Linked DNA regions of Mus musculus: regions 2, 3 and 4 are each linked to region 1. The links are chromatin contacts, called in public Hi-C and HiChIP or PLAC-seq maps. All regions are on one chromosome and are shown on one strand. Each heading gives the region's core, a stretch centred on a gene start, on an enhancer-like site or on the middle of the called end of the contact. The rest is flanking DNA. Distances are from core to core; before and after follow the strand shown. Region 1 holds the start of Prickle1 (prickle planar cell polarity protein 1). Region 2 overlaps Gm30085 (a long non-coding RNA gene). Region 3 has its middle 36 kb from the start of Gm41388. Region 4 has its middle 7.5 kb from the start of Gm30665.

The links. Hi-C and Micro-C count contacts between places; a contact is called where the count stands out from the background. HiChIP or PLAC-seq counts read pairs in DNA pulled down with a chosen protein or histone mark.
Region 2: a contact with region 1 is called in a Hi-C map of embryonic stem cells, with 2.8 times the contacts expected there. The contact joins the enhancer-like site here to the promoter of Prickle1 in region 1. A contact is called at or near these places in 1 of 39 promoter capture datasets (pre-B cells) and 1 of 484 Hi-C or Micro-C datasets (embryonic stem cells).
Region 3: an H3K4me3 HiChIP or PLAC-seq map of the SCID.adh cell line shows a contact between it and region 1, with 11 read pairs. The contact joins the enhancer-like site here to the promoter of Prickle1 in region 1. A contact is called at or near these places in 13 of 39 promoter capture datasets (3T3-L1-derived adipocytes, the HPC-7 cell line, the SN4741 cell line and 10 more), 1 of 15 datasets of contacts at CTCF or cohesin (the NIH/3T3 cell line), 1 of 484 Hi-C or Micro-C datasets (uterus) and 15 of 115 datasets of contacts at active chromatin or transcription factors (the SCID.adh cell line, cardiomyocytes, craniofacial prominence and 11 more).
Region 4: a contact with region 1 is called in an H3K4me3 HiChIP or PLAC-seq map of the SCID.adh cell line, with 8 read pairs. The contact joins the enhancer-like site here to the promoter of Prickle1 in region 1. A contact is called at or near these places in 8 of 39 promoter capture datasets (the 3T3-L1 cell line, 3T3-L1-derived adipocytes, HPC-7-derived erythroid cells and 4 more), 2 of 484 Hi-C or Micro-C datasets (embryonic fibroblasts and nephron progenitors) and 9 of 115 datasets of contacts at active chromatin or transcription factors (the SCID.adh cell line, T-cell acute lymphoblastic leukemia, astrocytes and 6 more).

Annotation. Positions count from the first base shown.
Region 1 is chr15:93,594,535-93,597,225 of GRCm38.p6, forward strand. It overlaps Prickle1 (prickle planar cell polarity protein 1), which reads right to left and starts at 1,368. Exons shown (of 8, transcript NM_001033217.5): 1 at 1,160-1,368.
Region 2 is chr15:93,004,838-93,007,528 of GRCm38.p6, forward strand. Gm30085 (a long non-coding RNA gene) reads left to right here. Exons shown (of 6, transcript XR_384349.4): 3 at 2,116-2,263. Among named protein-coding and RNA genes, the nearest start is that of Gm30085, 4.7 kb to the left of the region's middle. Within about 2 kb of position 1,329, at least 62 of the 459 cell types and tissues checked have an H3K27ac peak or open chromatin away from gene starts, as enhancers often do. A contact at or near this core is called in embryonic stem cells, where this site is marked.
Region 3 is chr15:94,172,952-94,175,642 of GRCm38.p6, forward strand. No RefSeq gene overlaps it. Among named protein-coding and RNA genes, the nearest start is that of Gm41388, 36 kb to the left of the region's middle. Within about 2 kb of position 1,305, at least 8 of the 459 cell types and tissues checked have an H3K27ac peak or open chromatin away from gene starts, as enhancers often do. A contact at or near this core is called in the SCID.adh cell line and embryonic limb bud, where this site is marked.
Region 4 is chr15:94,114,272-94,116,962 of GRCm38.p6, forward strand. No RefSeq gene overlaps it. Among named protein-coding and RNA genes, the nearest start is that of Gm30665, 7.5 kb to the left of the region's middle. Within about 2 kb of position 1,375, at least 2 of the 459 cell types and tissues checked have an H3K27ac peak or open chromatin away from gene starts, as enhancers often do. A contact at or near this core is called in the SCID.adh cell line, where this site is marked.

The DNA.
Region 1 (2,691 bases), core at 118-2,617:
TCACACATCTGGAGCTAGAGGAGGGCAAACCTTTGCAGCCCTCACTCTGTCTACACCTTGAGCCTGTCTGAAGAGACAGATGAAGTTTCTTTCGTCCGAAAGTACATTAAAAATATCTGATGGCGAACCATGTCAATTATATAACATCAGCGCAGACACTGCCTTCCCAAAGCGCTGATTAAAACCAGGCGGCAGACAGAACTGTTCAGGGACAGATAGGAGATACAATTTCATCAAGTATAATTTGTCATTCATAAAACCTACCCTAAAAGCCACAAATGCAACATTCTTTTTTTTTTTTTTTTTTTTTTTTTTTTTTTTTTTTTTTTTTTTTTTTTTTAAACAGCACAAGTGCACTTGGGCTCCGCCAGCGATTTTTACACATGCTCCTTTTAGGCCGGTTCGCGGTGCGTTCTTCTCCTTGATCCTGGCTGCAGTTCTGCCTCTGACACGTTTTAAAACCAGGAACCAAGTGCGTCAGGCTTAAGACTCTGAGTCCTACAGGGGCGGGCTGGGACTCAAAGCTGTGCCAGCCGTCCCCACGACCTCCCGGGTACACCCCCCGTCTTCAGTCTCCCGAACGCAATCTGTGGACAATTTTCCCAAAGTCCCAAAAATAACACGGCCCTGCCAATAGTCGTTGGCGATGCCGTTTGTTTTTCTTAGAGGGCAATGAAAACTCAACAGCTTTCTGCTGCATCCCGAGTCCCGCTCCTGCTAATTATTAACAGACCTAGTTTCTTCAACTTTTTCTGCCAGAAGGGAGGACGTCGCGGCTCCCCTCCTCTCCCACGGGCGAGCTGCGTGCAGAGCAGGGGTCTCCACCGAGGGCAGGCTGCGGCTGCCTCTCCAGGGCAGGCAGCCCTTCCCGGGCACGCTAGGCGCCTAGTCTCCCCGCCGACGCCAGTAGGTGACAGGCGATCCTCAGCCACTCACCCTCGCCTCCCCGATCTCGCGTGGCCGGGCTCCGGGCCATGCAGCTGGCCTCGGCGCAGGGGGAACCTGGCTGCCACGCAGCACGAGGGGGCCGTGTGCCCAGCCTCTAGGCAGCCACAGCCCAGCAGCTCTTCTCGTGCGGTCCCCGCGCTCCCAAACCGCCGGACGTCCCACCCCGCGCCGTGACAACGCGGCCCGAGCCGCGGCGCCCCTCGCCACTCACCCCACGCGCGAGAGGCGGCCGCGCGGTCCTCGGCGGTGGCGTTGAGAGCTGCGGTCCTCCGCGTCAGGCGCGCTCCCGCGTGCGCAGCCCCGGGAGCGTCCGCAGCCGGGCCCGTAGCGCTGCGGCCGCGCGGTCCAGGTCAGCGCAGGCGGCGCGGGGCTTGCAAGGTGGTGGCGGCTCCCGGGCCGCTGCTCGGCTGCAGGCGGAGTGCGCGCTCCAGTCCCGGCCGCTGCAGAGCACCCGCCCCCGGCCGTCGCGCCGGCGCCAGCGAAATCCCGGAGCGCGGACGCAGGGGATCCAGGCGGCTCTGCGCGCCCACGCGCACAGTGCGGGGCCGCGATCCCTCCCGCGAGGCAGCACCGGCCGGGCTGCGGTCTGCAGGCCCGCCAGTCTCCGCCCCGCCCCGCCTCCGATTCTGTGCCCTTTTTAATGCTGTTGCCCAGGTTCAGCCAATAATCCAGATGGATTGATTGCCAGATAGGAAAGGTGAAGGAGAGGAAAAGGCGAACCCAATTTCCTCTGATCAAACACTTTGATGGGGTCCCTATTAGGGTTCCCTTTCCTTTGGGGGCGTGTACAGAGGGCACGAGTTAATTAAACTCTGAATTCCTTCCGGAGCTCTCGCCTCTGATAAACCCACCTGGACTCGATCCTATTTTGTGTAATTCCCCAGACTGGCCTTACTTAAGTCAGCTCCACAGCCAAGGGGTGAGATTTCAGATCAGGAAGGCCAAAGTGATCGTTTCAAGGAAAAAGCCTGAGGGTTACAGCTGAGGACCCTCGAGGACCGCGGTGTCTGGGGCCAGGACCAAGTTAGCAGGGTGCACTAGATGCAGGGTCCAAAGCCTTCATTCCACCATGAGGATAATTTTTCATTGACCAAGCCACTCTCCGTGTTTTCACTGTACCCGGTTCCCAGGGCTGGGCTGGGCTGGGCTGTCAGGCTCAGTCGCCCACGGTCAACAGGGACTCTGGCTGTTTCAAAGTTCTGCCCTGACATTTGCAGGGCCCCTTAAACCTTATCCTCTTACCTTCTCTACTCCCGGATCTGTGGAATGGACACTATGATCCCATATCTCAGAGGGCAGAGCCCACTGCAGCTGGTAATGACAACTTGACATGTGTCCCTACAAAGCTGGACCTTTGTGGACCTCCCTATGTCTTCTAAACCTTCCAAGATGCTGAAAGAAGCATCCTCCAGGACGAGAAGGCTTTGAGTGTTGCGAGTAGAGAGGATGACCTTGATTGATGGATTTGTATCTCTTTGAGGATAACCAAAGCTGACCGACCATTTTAGGACTTTCTCTGGTAGCAAGCATTTTCCATTTCTTTGGTGGCGAAGCAAAGAGAGCTTCGTTAAAAATGAAGCCAATGGATTACGAAGATGTAAAGTGACGATAACTAAAGTCAAACGAGGGAGCTCCAAAGCTAGAGTCTGTTTTCCTCACCTCTTACTCCTCAGTCGGTTAACATCCTGGATGCTACTGACTGGCACAGGCTGCTGCTATTGAAACCCTCTCCCTCGTGACCCA
Region 2 (2,691 bases), core at 79-2,578, 590 kb before region 1:
TCGGCCTACCCAGCATTAAAATTAGCTTAACCTATCCTTAGAAGGACCACACTGCGATCATTTTCTGCAATGTTAGGAACATAATCTTGTCCATTGTATAATCATATTTGCTATTTCTTTAAGAGAGCCAAAATAGAATATTTAAATGTAGTCTCAAATGCACCCATTTTTAAAATGTAGTGTGTGTGTGTGAGTGTCTGTCTGTCTATCTGTCTGTGAACAGGAATTAATTCTCTCCTTCCACTTTTTGGTGGGTTTCGTGGATGTTAACTCAGGTCATCAGGCCTCATGGCAAGGACTATCTCTGCAGTCATACATTCTGCGTCAGTTAAGGACACTGAGCCACAGTGGGCAGGGAATGGTGTTATGAGGTATTTAAAAAGAGTCAGAAGGGAGCTGGTGAGATGGCTCAGCAGATAAGAGCACTGACTGCTCTTCCAAAAGTCCTGAGTTCAAATCCTAGCAACCACATGGTGGCTCACAACCATCCATATTGAGATCTGACGCCCCCTTCTGGTACGTCTGAAGACAGCTACAGTGTGTTTACATACAATATATAAATCTTTAGGGTAGATCGAGCAGGGACTGAGCGAGCAAGCGGACCAAAGAGAGCAGAGGTCCTAAAATTCAATTCCCATCAACCACATGAAGGTTCACAACCATCTGTACAGCTACAGTGTACTCATATACATACAATAATAATAAATAAATCTTTTTTTAAAATGTCAAAAGGGCAAGCTACCCAAGTCCAGGGCCCTCCAGTGTGGGTCTTTGCATATTTCATTTTTACCGGAAGGGAAATGGTTGTAGATTAAGAGAACATACACACTTTAGACAGAATACCAATTCAGCCCCTAAGAGTACAGGAAATCCATGCCTGAGAAATCTGGGCTTCATTCTGTCAGGGTTTTCCCCTCCAACTTGAACCCTATCAACAAAATACACTATCACTGCACTGGCTCCCTTATCATGTCCTTGAGAGGCCCTGGCCTGGCTCACATGTCTGCCGGCAGGCTGAGAGGAGAGAGCCCAGTCCAGCCAGGGGCTGAAGCAAGATGGTGAATGTCGCAGCCGGATCTCCTGCCTTCTGGAGAACCACCACCCTAAAACAGCCAGCCCGGAGTCTGTCAAAGCAGGAACCCCCTGCTTTTGTTTAATTGTATCAATCTTTTGTTTATAAAGGGCTGAGAGAGGAGGTGGGGTTTTTTGCTGAGGTGAGATGATGTAGGGGGAGGGGAATGGTGATGAAGGGTGTGGGGTGACTGACAAAGCCAACAAAGTTATTCTGTCAGCAGTAGCTAGGCAAAGGCAGGCTCAAGCAGGTCGTGCTGAGTCACTCCAGTACGGAAGTGACTGAGCCAGGCTCGGGTTTGTCCTCAAGGCCCAAACCAGGGCCACATAGGGCCCAACACATGTCCTTGATGCTCACAGTTTCATCGGAAAGAGCACCTGCTTGTTTCCTCTGTGCCTTCCTCTGAAAGGAGGCGGGTGTGCTGGGGGCAAGTCTAGGGGATGTAATATGCATGTGCAAAGCCACTGGTAACAACAGCTCTCCTGAAGAGAGTGGGCTCCTTACACAGAAAAATAAAAAAAGGCAGAAGGCTGTTATTAAACAAACAACCAAAAAAGCCTGTTGGCCTATGCTACCTGTTGGCCTATGCTAATGAAAAGTTCAGACTAGAACAATCTGAATGGCCCTTTGCAGTACTGATCCCAAGACTCTTAAACCTCATATGCTGAAGCTCCTACTATCTCCCGAATGTGACTTAGAAACAGGACCTAAGAGAACAAAGGTTGAGTGGGGTCCTATGAGTGGGTCCATGTCTGATCTGACTGATTCTGGTAGTCAGGAAGTGTAGATGGACCTACACTACACATACACACACATACAAACGCACGCATACACTACAGAAAAGGGACCATGTGAGACACAAAGAGGAGGTGGCCATCTGTAAGACAACAGAGGGGAGCCTCAGAAACGACCACATCTAACAGAACCATAATGAGCTTCAACCCTCCAAACCCATTGAAATAAATTTCCGCTGCCCTGACAATATTACATACCTTCTGAGTAAGACGCGACCTTTTCCTGACAAACCCTTTATATATTTTCAGAGAAACACATGTGCAATCCCACCCTTCCTCAACCAACCTACACACTGAATGTACATGCCAACTAGATGCCACGTGAGTGATATACTCAGACAAGAGAGGATGCTGTCCCTATTTCCAGATGCTTCGAGTAGGAGCTAAGGTGAAGGTGGTAAGTACCCAGGACCTTCTGGGTTCAGGCTCCCTGAATGCCACTGTGGGTTATCAAGCAATCCTCTGCTGAGACTTACACTTCGGGGAATGTCCAGAGGAAGAGCTCCACAGTCCTCCTTTGGCTCCCAGAATTGGTACCAAGGTGTTCTCCATCTCCATCTCAAACACACCAAAATCAGAGGACATGCAGCTGTTTTATATCAGGTGGTCTAGAATTTGCATATACCCTGCAAATATCCCTTTTAATTAAAATAATCTCCAGATTTCTTATAATTAAATGCTTGGTGTGATGTAAATGCGGTGCAAACCGATGTTATAGTGTACTCTTTCAGAATAATGAAAAGAAAGAAGTCTACAGATGCACATTTTTTAAAAAAAATTGTTTTTCCACCCACGTTTGGTTGAACTCACAGATGTGGAAGGCTG
Region 3 (2,691 bases), core at 55-2,554, 580 kb after region 1:
TACTTTTCTATTGTTGTGGAAAGATACCATGACCAAGGAAACTTAGAGAAGGAAGATTTTATTTGGGGCTATGGTTGTTGGCATTTAGTCTAGGCTCTACCTCACAGATGTGCCTAACTCACTATGAAAGGGGCTGCTGGCCCCTTCACTCTCTTGCTCTCCTTTTACCCTCTTCCCTCTCTATCCCTTGCTCCCCCAACACACATGCTCATGGCCTCTCTCTCTCTCTGTGTCTCTCTCTCTCTCTCTGCCTGTCTCTTTCTCTACTCCCTCAACTCCCTTCCCCATGCCGTAAACAAACTCTATTCTATACTACACCCATTGTGTGGCTGGTACCTCAGGGGGAAGAGATGCCTGAGTATGGGCCTTCAGAGAAACCCCCTTCCCCCACACCATACTGCACATCCACCAAACATACCCGTCTTCTTTTTTATTTTTTTTATAAAACACCACAATGGTTCCAGAGTTCATGATGGCTGAGAGGAGATAGTAGGTTGCAGGCAGCGGCTACATCTGCTGAGAGCTCATATTTCAAACAATAAACAGCACGCCAAGGAAGAACTCACTCAAAATGGCAGTAGTCTTTTGAAACCACAAAGCATGCCCCAGTGGCATGCCTCCTCCAGCAAGCCCACACTTCCTAGTCCTCTCCAAGCAGACACCAACTGAGGACCAAGTATTCGAATGCCTAAGACTTAAGGGGGCAGGGCACCTCCTTCAAACCATCACCATTCCTTTCATCCCATTAAGTAAATTTGTCCCAGTTCTTCAATATTTGTTATTTGAGCACTTTGCCAGACACACTTTCATTTTTTCTTTCTTTTTGTGAGGGTGGTGTATGCACAGATGCATGCATGTGTTGGGGTGCAATTACCCCACACGCGTGCATGTGGAGGCCGGAGGTTGGTTTGGAATGTCTTCCTTGATGGTTCTCCCTCTAGTTTTCTGACTCATGATCTCTCTCTGAGCCTGAGGATTGCCTTTTACACTAGACTGCCTAGCCAGTCAGGGAGCCCCTGGGATCTTCTTGAGTCTACCTGCCACCTACTAGCCCAGTGCTAGGGTTACAGATGCCAGTCCCATACGACCAGCTTATTATGTAGGTGCTGGGGGTCACTGCTTTACCCATTGGCCCATCTCCTCGCTCTTCTTTTCCTGTTCCTGTTGCTCCGTTCGCACGGACATTTCCTTGTGTGTTTTGTGATTTGGAGGGTGTAAACGAGTCACTTCTTAGAGCTGCTTAAACCTTACAGAGCCTGCCTATTCCTCCATACGGCAGTTCCTTTTGCTTCTGGTAATTGGCTCTTGCCCAAACCAAAATGACTCTGAAGTGAAGTTCAAACCGGAGAGCACAGACCACACAGGTGGTATTAATTAATGCAGGTCATAAACCCATTTGAAGGCTGCCTTCTGGCTGTGAATTCTAAGAGAGCTTTTATTATTCTCTTGGCAGCTTTTACATCTAAGAGTGTGATTTTCCTCACTCTGTCTTCTGGACAGTTGGTTTATTTCTGAGGTGAGCTGCCTTGCACCTTGGGGCCTGGCTCTATGGAGGTCTCCAGCTAGAATCCTGATCATTGAAGGCCAAAGACCTTCTTATGTGTCCTCTTTGCCCTCCAGCCACCAATGTAGAAGTTCAGTTCTTCTTAGCTCTGCTGAGACCCTTGGGGGCAGCAAGAGCAATCTTTGGTGTTTAACTGCCTCCTACAATATCTACTTTGACTTCTTATTTACTTCTGGGAGTTCTACAGCTTCTAATTCAACTGGTGGGGTCTTTTCGTGTTTGAGTCTTAGAAGTATAATACTTGTACTGGCTTTTTGGATCTGGCTTTCATTAAATGGAAATAATGTTTAGTAATAAGTTTAACTAGTATTCTTCCCCTTACATATCACCACTTTAATTTACCGGGAACCCTTAGTTTTCTTTATGTATGTGAAATTATTTACTCATGGATGACCACAGTCATTTCTTCTCATTCATCTGTGGAAGCTACCATAGTTGACCACAAAATCAGAGAGTGGGACAGAAGCCACTATAAGGGCAGAAAGTCTCCAAGATATAGAGGATGCTAAGAAGGCAAATCATGGAAGGCAAGGCACAGCTGGAGAGGATCAATTTCTGATGCTCTATAGCACAACAGATGATCCCAGCCAATAATGCACAGAATATAAAACATTTTGAAGGTGTTGCTGTATCCAGCACACTGTACCACTGAGAAACAGACTCACCCTTATTTTTGCCTTAGCTAAAAGCTGAAGACACTATTGCAATTTGTTCTTTCTGAGGTATTCATGAAGTATTAAGGATACCTTAGGCCAGTGGTTCTCAACCCATGGTGACCATTCATTTTGCGGGTGGGGGCCATTGAACAGCCCTTTCACAGAAATCGCTTAAGACCATTGGAAAACACAGGTAATTACATTACAATTCATAACAGTGGCAAATACAAAGTAGAAGTAGCAACAAAAATAATTTTATAGTTGAGAATAGCAACTCAAGGAACTGTATTAAAGGGTCTCAGCATTGGGAAGGTTGAGCACCGCTGTGTCTTAAGTTGTATGAAAAACCCTGTGAAGCTGAAAATAAAAGTTTGATTTAACCTAAATTAAAAAGTCCTTAAGTTCAGAATACCCAAGATTCAACTCACAGACCATATGAAGCCTAGGAAGAAGGAAGACCAAGATGTGGAT
Region 4 (2,691 bases), core at 125-2,624, 520 kb after region 1:
TAAAAGTAAGCAGGAAAAACCACAGAGGAACCCAATGAAGATCTTATGAGTAAAAGTATCTAATTAAATAAAACACAGTTAAGGGCTTAACAATAACTGAATGTAAATGAAAGAGATGAACACAAGAAATTGTTCAGAGAAGGGAAGGTTTTACAACATGGAAAAGAGAGGGATGTTCGAAAGGGAAATAAATGTAAGAAAATAAATATTTGAAGTAAAATATTCAGAAATGATTAAAATCACAAATCCCTAGATTTGGGAAGCACTAAGAATTCCAATAAGGGTACAAACATAAATGTTCATGTGTTCAAACAGTATAGGACAACTGTAACTTATCAAAAGTGGACAACATAACTCAGAAGTAGGCAGAAAAACAGTTTCCTAAGAACAATAACCTCTTAGATTAGTTGTTACATGCTTTAGTGAAGATGAAGACAGAGACAGTGCAATAGACTAGAATGGAAACCCAGAGGTCAGTCTCAGGTCATGCCTTATGTCAATGATGGTCCAAGGATGTTGTTTTGAATATTGGAAAAAGAAGAGATTCCTAAAGACATAACTATACACAGGAACTATTTCTTTTGTATCAGAAAATGTCTGATACATAAGGAAAATACCAAGAATTGAAAAATCTTGTCAATAACAAAATTGTGGCATTAAAACTGAGCAAAAGTATAAGACAATATCATCTATAATGCAGGGTTGAACTGATTGTTCAATCACATGTGGGAAGAGCTGATGTTTGGATTGAGGACAAGTAGACTAAAGGTAGCCTTTTTTAAGGACGTATGTCTGTGTTGCCATCGTGGAAGTTAAGGGAAGAGGAGAGGAAGGTAGGCATGCTTTCAGTGAGTGGCAGCTGAGTCAGGGCAAGGAGAAGAGGACACAGAGGAACTAGAGGACTGAAAGGGATAGCAAAGGAAGAAAGGGAGGAAGAGAAGGAGAGGAGGAGAGGAGAAAACAAAGCCATATTTAATGAACATTCGTACAAGCTAATGTACGCAGGTAGAGCATTTTTTATCTGAAGTACTTAGGGCGGGAAGTGTTTCAGGCTCAGGACTTGTAACACTGGCATATCCATAATGAACAACTTTAGGGGCAGTATTCAACTCTAAGAACAAATTCATTTGTGTTTCAAATGCATGGCCTGACCCTGATCATACCTAATGTTTTCAAATAGTTTTGTTGTTTATGAAAGGTTGCGTCATACTGGCAGGTGTAAAGCGTTTCACTGTGGGGCAGTGGGCATGGGGGAATAAAGGGAGTGGGAGAAAACCGAAGTCCCACCAGAGTTCTGGTACTCTGGGCAGGTGGATGCAAGAGGACTGCCACATTCTTTCCACATGGCCCCGGGTGGGTGTCTGTGGGAAGCTATGGACCCAGCCCATGTGGGTGAACAAGGGGCAGTCCGAGGTCTCTGAGCCTCAGGGAGGCCAGAGATAACAGGTTCTCAGTCTCGGGCACCCCAGACACTGCTAGACACCGGGGAAGAGCTGAGAACAAAATGGGGACCCTGGGGGACGGGTGGCTCTGTCAGCCCTGGGGCAGAAGGGAAGAGAGGGCAGGGAGACAGGGGATGCTGGGTAGTTGCCACGGCTGGAGCACAGGAAGGCCTTCCAGCAGGTTAAGACACAGCTCGTTAGGGGAAAGCCTATCTCATCTTTCAAGCACGGTGGGCCTTGATGAACAGAGACAGTCTCTGGTTTTAGAGCTTTATTGTAGAAAGGCAGAGAGAAAGAGGGAAGGTAGAAAGAGGGAGACCGGCCATAGCCAAGTGGAGAGAGGGGGAAGGGAGAGAGAGAAGGGGGACTAGAGATGAGAGTAAGAAAGGTGAGAGCTTAAAGAGAGTAAGGAGGGGCCAAGCAGCCCCTTTTAAAGTGGGCTGAGCTACCTTGCTGTTGCTAGGAGCACACCTGGCTATAGTCAGGTAACTGTGGGGGTGAGTCTAGCCAGAATGCCAAAAGCTTGGAACATTGTCTGTGTGACTTATAGTCACAGAATTATGGGTTTGGGGACTCTGTGGTATTAGGCACCTGTCTCTGGAACGTGGCTCATTGTTCAGTCCCTTGTGAAATTTCCTACTGGGTCACTGGAGCAACCCTCATTCAACCAAAGCAGGCTGCCTTTGGCAGCCCCACATTTCACTTGAGGCATTATGACGGCATTTAAATAATGGGAAGCAGAACAGTTGGGATTTCAGATTTTCGCGTTGTAGATGTTGCGTCTGTACTGCCCAACTCACATCCTGTTGATTTATGTGTTTAATAGAAAGCATCGTTCTTCCTTTATATTGCACAATTGGAAATATGAAGGGTAAATATATTTTTTAAAGAAATCCCACTAAAATATTTATAAGAAACTTCATATCACTAAGTTCACAGTTTGGGGAGGCATAAAAAAATGACATATAAATTTACTACCTAAACTTTTCAAGGTTTCCGCTTTAGTGGCGTTGACTATGTTGATGCTATTGGATGCACAGAGCTTTGCTTTTCTTCCAAAAAGCAAAAAATCTACACCCAATGCACAATTTCCCCTCTCTCTCCTCCCCCATCCTTGTAGCCACTCCTCTATTTCCTGTGTCTACTTTAAATTACCTCACAAAATAGAAGCACTTATATTTTGACCATTGGGCTTATCTCAGGGTTCATCTGAGCTGTAGCCTGTGATGAGAAGTGCCCACTTCTCCCA